2 separate regions of the Gossypium hirsutum genome follow, and region 1 is linked to region 2. Evidence: chromatin contacts called from public Hi-C data. All regions are on one chromosome and are shown on one strand. Each heading gives the region's core, a stretch centred on a gene start, on an enhancer-like site or on the middle of the called end of the contact. The rest is flanking DNA. Distances are from core to core; before and after follow the strand shown.

What was found. Hi-C and Micro-C count contacts between places; a contact is called where the count stands out from the background.
Region 1: a contact with region 2 is called in a Hi-C map of leaf, with 1.9 times the contacts expected there. The contact joins the promoter of LOC107887989 here to the promoter of LOC107885954 in region 2. A contact is called at or near these places in 2 of 34 Hi-C or Micro-C datasets (leaf and seedling).

What each region holds. Positions count from the first base shown.
Region 1 is chrA03:7,632,687-7,636,718 of Gossypium_hirsutum_v2.1, reverse strand. It overlaps LOC107887989 (protein SODIUM POTASSIUM ROOT DEFECTIVE 2), which reads right to left and starts at 2,523. Exons shown (of 3, transcript XM_016812186.2): 1 at 1,674-2,523; 2 at 1,524-1,599; 3 at 1,064-1,421. The coding sequence starts at 2,060. The coding sequence ends at 1,234.
Region 2 is chrA03:7,400,088-7,403,999 of Gossypium_hirsutum_v2.1, reverse strand. LOC107885954 (histone H4) reads right to left here and starts at 2,379. Exons shown (of 1, transcript XM_016809720.2): 1 at 1,745-2,379. The coding sequence starts at 2,247. The coding sequence ends at 1,936. LOC107885955 (calcium-transporting ATPase 1, endoplasmic reticulum-type) reads left to right here. Exons shown (of 9, transcript XM_041107247.1): 8 at 1-93; 9 at 482-1,369. The coding sequence ends at 1,066.

The sequences.
Region 1 (4,032 bases), core at 1,274-3,773, 230 kb before region 2:
TTGTCTCCCTAATTTCTTCATACTGCACTTTATCGTTGCAGTTGCATGTCACGCGAGGGGCTCAACTCAAAAGCTCATGCCTTGGGGGACCAAAATCATGTTGGTTTTCAGCAGTCTCCCTTTATTATTATTATTAAATCTAACCCTGAATGACGGTGGTGATGCACACCCTTTTTCTGCAGAACATTCCGACCCTTCATTATGGAAACCATTTGAACATTGTAATTAAGAACACCTGTGTTGGCACTCAAAAATGTATTGTTTACATCAGAATAGACCCACCAACACCAGGGCTACACCACTTTTGAATCCACATAAAGGTAAAAAGTTGGGTTGGAGGATAAAGAGTTTAATATCTTTTAAATAAAATTGAGTGTTAAAGGAGCTCAATAACCAAGATAAAATCATGCAGTATGTGATGAAAGAGTATAAAATTTTAAAAAATTGGGAGACAAAATTAAAATTTTCATATTAAAATTGCTTAGATTGAATTTTTTATTTATTTATAAGAGACGTCAAAAATAGAAAAAATTATTTAATAAAAAAGTTAAAAAAATCAAATTGAATTATTAATACTCGAGAAGAATTAATGTTGGAATTATACCATTAATCATGGAGGCCCAACTATGTTATGTAGAGAAGTGATTGTATGAAATTATAATTTTCCCTCTATCCTTATCCCTTTCTAATAATGTAGATTCACAATTTTATACCATCCCTTCTCTACTTATTATCGGGAGAAAGGATTGTATGAAACAGTGATGCCATATCATCTGTATCTCTTTCCAATAGTTTTATGCCACATCAGTATTCTTATCCTGAATTTTAGGATTTTATCATTAAAAAAATCAAATCCAAATTAAAATACTGAAATTCAGGATAAACTTCTGAAATTCAGGATAAGAATATTGATGTGACATAAAACTATTGAAAAGGGATACAAATGATGTGGCGTCACTGTTTCGTACAATCCTTTCCCTATTATCGGAGAGCGAAAGGGTATAGAAAAAAGGGGAATATTTGTGATGATTTGAAGATGATCAGAAAGCATAAGTACACCAAATTTCATCTTTAACAATTGGCTCTTAAAAGAAACGAAAATGTTCTGACAATAATCCCCCAAAAAGCTTACATTTGATTTGTTTACATTAAAACTCAAATGTTAATTAGTATCTAAGCACGCAACTAGACAAGGGAAAACACACTCTTGTTTTTTTTGGAAAGGAAAAAACCCTAGTCCTGCTTTTTGTTTTTTATCTGCAATGGAGTTTTGAGCAATGGAGGTGCTGCTGCTACAGTTGCAGATGGCCAGAACTGTGCATTTTTTACCCTGGAAACGCTTGCTAGCACATTTGAGGGAGTTACATCACCAATTACTGTCACTTTCTTTGTGGCCAAATCTATACTGAAGGATGTCACTCCTGCAATTAACAATTTTGCACAAAACAAAAATAACCCCATGCCTTTAAGTTTCGTGCATAAATTAACTAATAAATGTAGCCCATTTTGGCTTAGTTAGTTACCTTCCATTTTTGAAATATGTTTTCTTACTTTTCCTTCACATCCTTTGCAATGGATTGACACCCTCAACACCACTACCTGCTATTGTTTTGAACCACAACTTAATTGCTGTTTCTTATGATCAAAGCAAAGAACAACGATCAAACACTAACCTGGTCCTGAGACCGAGCCGACGAAGATGATTTTAAAGCCAGAGAATCTTCGGTGCTTACACCACGAGACGGAACCGCCGGTGAGACGTGATCGGAGTCTGATAACCAATCTACAAAGGGTGTATCACTTAGGAGATACCTAGAGGAACCAGGAGGACTGTTGAGATCATGAATATCAGCTGAGCTTTTTCGACGTACATCACTCGGCTTAGCAGAGCTCTTTCTACTCTTTTCATGGTGAGGCAGCCCTGGAACTATAGGTGCATAAGGCTTCGAACGTTGCCGGTCGAGTGGTCTGTGGCCTCGACGGACCATGGAACGATGGTCCAAGCTAGAGCAGATGGCTGTTGAAGCTTGAGATGCACAGAAAATATCCATTCCTTTCATGTTTGGAGAAAGAAAAGCTAATAGAGTTAGAGGGCAAATTAATCTTAGTTTTAAAGCAGGTGAGATTAAGGGATAGAGAGGGACGTTGGTCCCACATTGAAAGTTTTTGTTATTTAATCATATACATCCGGAAACGTGATTGAAACTTGGACCTTCAAAGTTGTGATTAACTTCAGACATTATTTTAATGTTACTCAACTTTGTATGAAATGATTAGTCCCACTAATACTATTGGGGGTTATAGTTTTTGAAACCAACTAGCTAGCTTCATATATGATCGGCTTATTTGTTGGGCTATATAGCTCTTTGAAACCACCCAATAAGGATGTAGAAATCATTACAATGATCTTCAAATGAAGAAGAGAGAACGGTTAATGGAGATAGCAAAAACATGATGGAATTTGGATCAATTCATCTACATATTCTTGCATTCGTGTGTTAATATAGAGCTACTGTTATGAACTGCTCACAATTATGAAGCCACAGTGTAAGATGAAGATTGATTGTAATGATTATGCCACTTTCCCATCACAAGGGTCCCCTTTTACATGGCAAACCCAAGTTCCATCATCAATCAATTGCACATTGATTACAGCATTTAGTGTCCACCACTTTTGTTATCAACTTACTTAGCTGCCTTTGCAATCTGCATATTCTAGGATATGCTTTTTAATTCCCCTATCTCTATATTTCTACCTATGTAATCCCATTGTCTGTCTTGAAATGTTTGTATGCCTATTATGTGAATTGTCGCTGGACTAATTAAATTAGATCATTTCATGGTTGATCATAAGGGCTTATGCCAAGCTCTAAACTCTCACAATATATCACTTTCTTCACTAAGTAATTTTTTTTATGAAATGTAATATATGAAGATTTAATTTTGTCTTATTTTACTCTAAATTAATCAAATACTAAACACGTGCTGTATTTTTATTAGATGTAGTATATTTTTTAGATTAAATGAGACTAAATTGATAATTTAAATATCACATTTGACTAAAAAAAACTTTAAATATCTAAACAAGAAAAACGATATGATTTAGAGGCTAATTTTATAGTTAAGCCTTAAAAAAGATTCCAAGATACTACTCCATTATTGATAGCTTACTACATTGTTAGCACAAGACTCCAAACACTTTTAAACCCTAACCATTGAGTCTTAAGACATGGTGTGAATTACTTTCAACTTTGAAGCTCATATATATAATATGGAAAAGAAGCTTTTTCTTTAGTTTTGTTCACATGAAAGATAAACCCCCACAAATTACAACTTGTTGATTTCAAAAAAGTGTTTTTTTTTTTGGTGGGGACTCATAAAACAATGAGTAATTCCTCACAAAACATCAATAACATAACTTGCATCATTACCATATCATTTTGGGGATTTAAAATGATGTTTTTCTTTTTGACAAATAATTAATGAAACTAACAAAAACCATTAATTAATTTGTATATAAAATTTGTTTTTTTTTTTAAATCAAGGATCCTAAACTTTCCATGAAAAACTAAGCATGAAAAAACTGCACAAACAAATCACATACACATACATAAATCACTATAATTGTTATACATGAATACAAGTACAAATACGAATTATTATATATCTAAATATGTAGAAAAAATAAATATTTAAAGTATCGGATGTAAGGTTATCCATGGCAATTCTATGCATCTCCCTAAGTCAAACCTTTACTTTATGAATAAATAAATAATCACGCGTTTAAAGCTGTGGGGGGCTTTAATTAGTGGGCAGATTAAGAGTAGCTAACTAACTTTCTTTTCTTTTAATCCTCTATAAAATGCGAAGAATTAATTATTGAACTCACTTCAGTGGATAGCTTAAAAAGCAATGATTGAATTTACGCACTCTACTAAATATCTTTCTTTTAAAATAATAATTGTCCAATAAACGAGTTTCAAGCAAACTTTAAATAATTTATTAAATGAATTTTAAACGATTATGAATAAA
Region 2 (3,912 bases), core at 1,130-3,629:
GGATTCAATCCCCAAGACACAGATATAATGAAGAAGCCTCCAAGAAGAAGCAATGACTCATTAATCACTGCTTGGATCTTATTCCGCTACCTGGTAATTGGTTCTTTTCTCAATGTTGTCAATGCATGCGCCTAGGCATGCTTGTATCTAGTGCCTTAGCAATTGACAACAAAAGTACCTCAGACCCTTGCGGGTGAGGTGTATCTGAGCAGGCGCATTCCTAGTGCACTTAGGTCTGTTTTTTTGTCAATATCCAAGTATTTGACTATAGTCATGGACCATAATGAAATCATGCATGCCAAGCCTAGCACTTTTTTTTGCGCTTTACACTTGAGGCAATATAAAGGTTTTGGTGCCAAACTGCCCTTGACAACATTGCATCTTCTCCTTTATTTCTCGAACCATAATCAGTAGAAAAGTCATTTATTCTTCTTGTTGACTGCTTAAGGTTCTACTTAACTTGCTACCTCCATTGATGCAGGTGATTGGGTCCTATGTCGGGTTGGCCACGGTTGGGGTATTCATCATATGGTACACACACAATACCTTCATGGGCATTGATCTTAGTGGAGATGGCCATAGTCTGGTTACTTACTCTCAACTTTCCAACTGGGATAAATGCCCTTCCTGGGTAAATTTCACAGCATCTCCGTTCACAGCCGGTCCCCAAGTATTCAATTTCGATACAAACCCCTGCGACTACTTTAGATCCGGGAAAATCAAAGCCTCAACACTTTCCCTCTCAGTCTTGGTCTCTATTGAGATGTTCAATTCCCTTAACGCCCTCTCTGAAGATGGAAGCTTATTGACAATGCCTCCTTGGGTTAATCCATGGCTCCTTTTGGCTATGTCAATTTCGTTTGGACTCCATTTCTTGATTCTCTACGTGCCATTCCTTGCTCAAGTGTTTGGGATTGTTCCCCTCAGCCTCAACGAATGGTTGCTGGTATTGGCAGTTGCTTTTCCAGTCATTCTGATCGATGAGGTGCTCAAATGCATTGGAAGATGCACAACCGGGCCGCGGTATTCTCCTGCAACTAAATCTATAAAGCATAAAGCTGAATGATTATACAGTAATTGTATTAACATTTAGAGGATCAAGATCAGAACTTCCGTGGATGCTCAATGTGCAGCATGCCTCCCATCATTGACCTATAGTGACCTATATGCTATAGGCTATGGGGTTAAATTAAACTTTAGGCAAACTATCAACTTGTCATGGTTCTGTAGTACTATCTGTTGGGTGTCAAAGTGTTCTATGTGAACTCAACAATATTAGACAACATCCTACTAGTGTGGTGTACCCTCAGTCTGTTAACTCGTAAGCTCTTGATAAAGCCAAAGCAGATCAACAATTTTAATTTTCCAATATCTTCTTCAAACCCCATAAACCAGAAAATAAGTAAATTCAAAACCAGAAACACATTAAAGTAAACAAAACGAAGTTCAAATATCATTCAAATCTGCAACTCGAAGCATGAGTTACAAAACACAGAAGCAATCAACAGATACCAACTTATAACTTCGTATAATCCAAAATAAAAACCCCTAAGTTCGAACATTCTTGACAGTAAAATTTAAACTATCGAATGAGCAAATTAGAGCATCAAGATGACTTTCATATACGCTTTCAGCTTTCTTTAGCTCCTAAATTTTGCAGACTTCATTTTCCTTTTGCCAATCTCCTCATCAAAACACCGTAAACCAGAAATAAATTAAATTCAAAATAAGTAAGACATACAAATTAACAAAATGAAGTTAAAATTTCATTGAAATCTGCAATTCGAAGCACGAATTACACAACCCACAAAACAAACAAACGGGTAAACACCCCCTAATTACAATCCCTAACCCAAAGGTCAAACATTCTTGACAGCAAGACTTCAAATCCCCCCTAAGACACCACCATTCTAAAACCTAAACCCTAAATCACATTTAACCACCGAATCCATACAAAGTCCTGCCCTGCCTCTTGAGTGCATAAACCACATCCATAGCAGTCACAGTCTTTCTCCTCGCGTGCTCTGTGTAGGTGACAGCGTCACGAATCACGTTCTCCAGGAAGATCTTAAGAACACCACGGGTTTCTTCGTAGATCAAGCCGCTGATACGCTTGACGCCTCCCCTACGAGCCAAACGCCGAATAGCCGGCTTCGTAATTCCCTGGATATTATCACGGAGGACCTTACGGTGACGCTTCGCTCCTCCCTTACCCAAACCCTTGCCTCCCTTTCCTCTTCCTGACATTATGAATGCTAAACTGAAATCGATAGAACTTCTGTGAAGATATATTGAAAACTTGTGGTATAATCTAAAATAGTCGACGTATTTATAGGAGAAGTGCGGAGTGTTGTATTGGTAGACCGATCCGCGTGATATTAATGATAATGAATTTCGGCCGTCGATTAGTTAAAATCAAGGGTGGAGATAAGAATAGCTGACGCGGATCGATGACGTGGAATATTAGCAGCTTTTTTTCAAGCGCCTTTTGTTATGCGAGTTGAAATTCGAAAATGAATTTTTGGGGCGAGAACTCAAACTATAAAAATAGTTATTTTTATTTGTCCCAAGTTATATTTTAGTTATTTGTATTTGAAATATTACATTTTAGTCACTTATGTTATTATTTTGTTACGAAGTGATCATTCTTCCGTTAAGTTTCGTTATCTCCCTAACGGTAATCTTACGTGGCAATCCAACTATATTTTAAGCTCATCTGTTAATACATACTTTATTCGGCTAAATTATACATTTCATTTACTATTAACAGATAATTTAGTCGGATAAAGTATGTATTAATAGATATACTCATACATCCTCTGGGTTACAAATGTAAATTGTATAAGGACTTACATTCAAAAATGTGCAAACATTGAGGGCGAACTTTGAACTTTCTTGTTCCAGATGTTTGCTTGTTATAAAACCGAGTATTAAAAACAACTTTACAATATTACCAACTTTCATTGACTATAAAATCTAATTGGACTGCCCCGTAGGATTACCGTTAGGGAGATAACGGAACTTAACGGAAGAGTGATCACTTCGTAACAAAATAATAACATAAGTGACTAAAATATAACTTGAGGCAAATAAAAATGACTATTTTTATAGTTTACCCTAACTTCTAATTTGGCAAATGGCAAATACATGGCAAATACATGTCTACTGGCTGCCAATATTTGAAAGCGATTGGTTGATATAAATAAAATATGGTATAATTGTGGTTTTAGTTTTTTTTTTCATTATTTACATATTAAAAATGTAATTTGGTTTATTATTTTTATAATGATATTAATGTCAATTCTATAATCTATTTATAATATATATATATAAAAGTATGAGTTTGAAAAAAAAATTAACTGATGAAAATATTTTTATCATATTATTAAATTCACATTTAAAAATAATTATAATTTAATTTGTAATTATTAATTAAAAAAGTTGCACTAATTTTAAAATAGAGTTATTATTTGAATGGAAATTCAAGTATAAAATATAAGGAAAAAGTTGTGATTTATGAAATAAATAATAAGCAAAACAAAGAATAAAAGAAATAGAGGCATCAAAAGAACTTTGAATTTTATTGATCAATTTGGCTGTTTACAAAATTCCTGTAAAGTCTATTTATAGACATAAAAAGTATAATTTCTAATGACTCTTAGAGTCCTAAAGTACATTACTCAAAAAAAAACTTAGTGAGACAACCTCGATTAAGAAAAAAAAAGTATAGCGCATATTTACTCCTTGTGACGACATCATTTAATATCTTATATTCTACATATTCAATTTTAAATACTAACTTTTCAAACAATCACTTTAACCAATTTTGTAAATCACATTACATAATGCAATAAGGTGGAATTCTTGAATTTGTGTTGGATTATCCTTCTTCAACATAAGCACAATCAAATT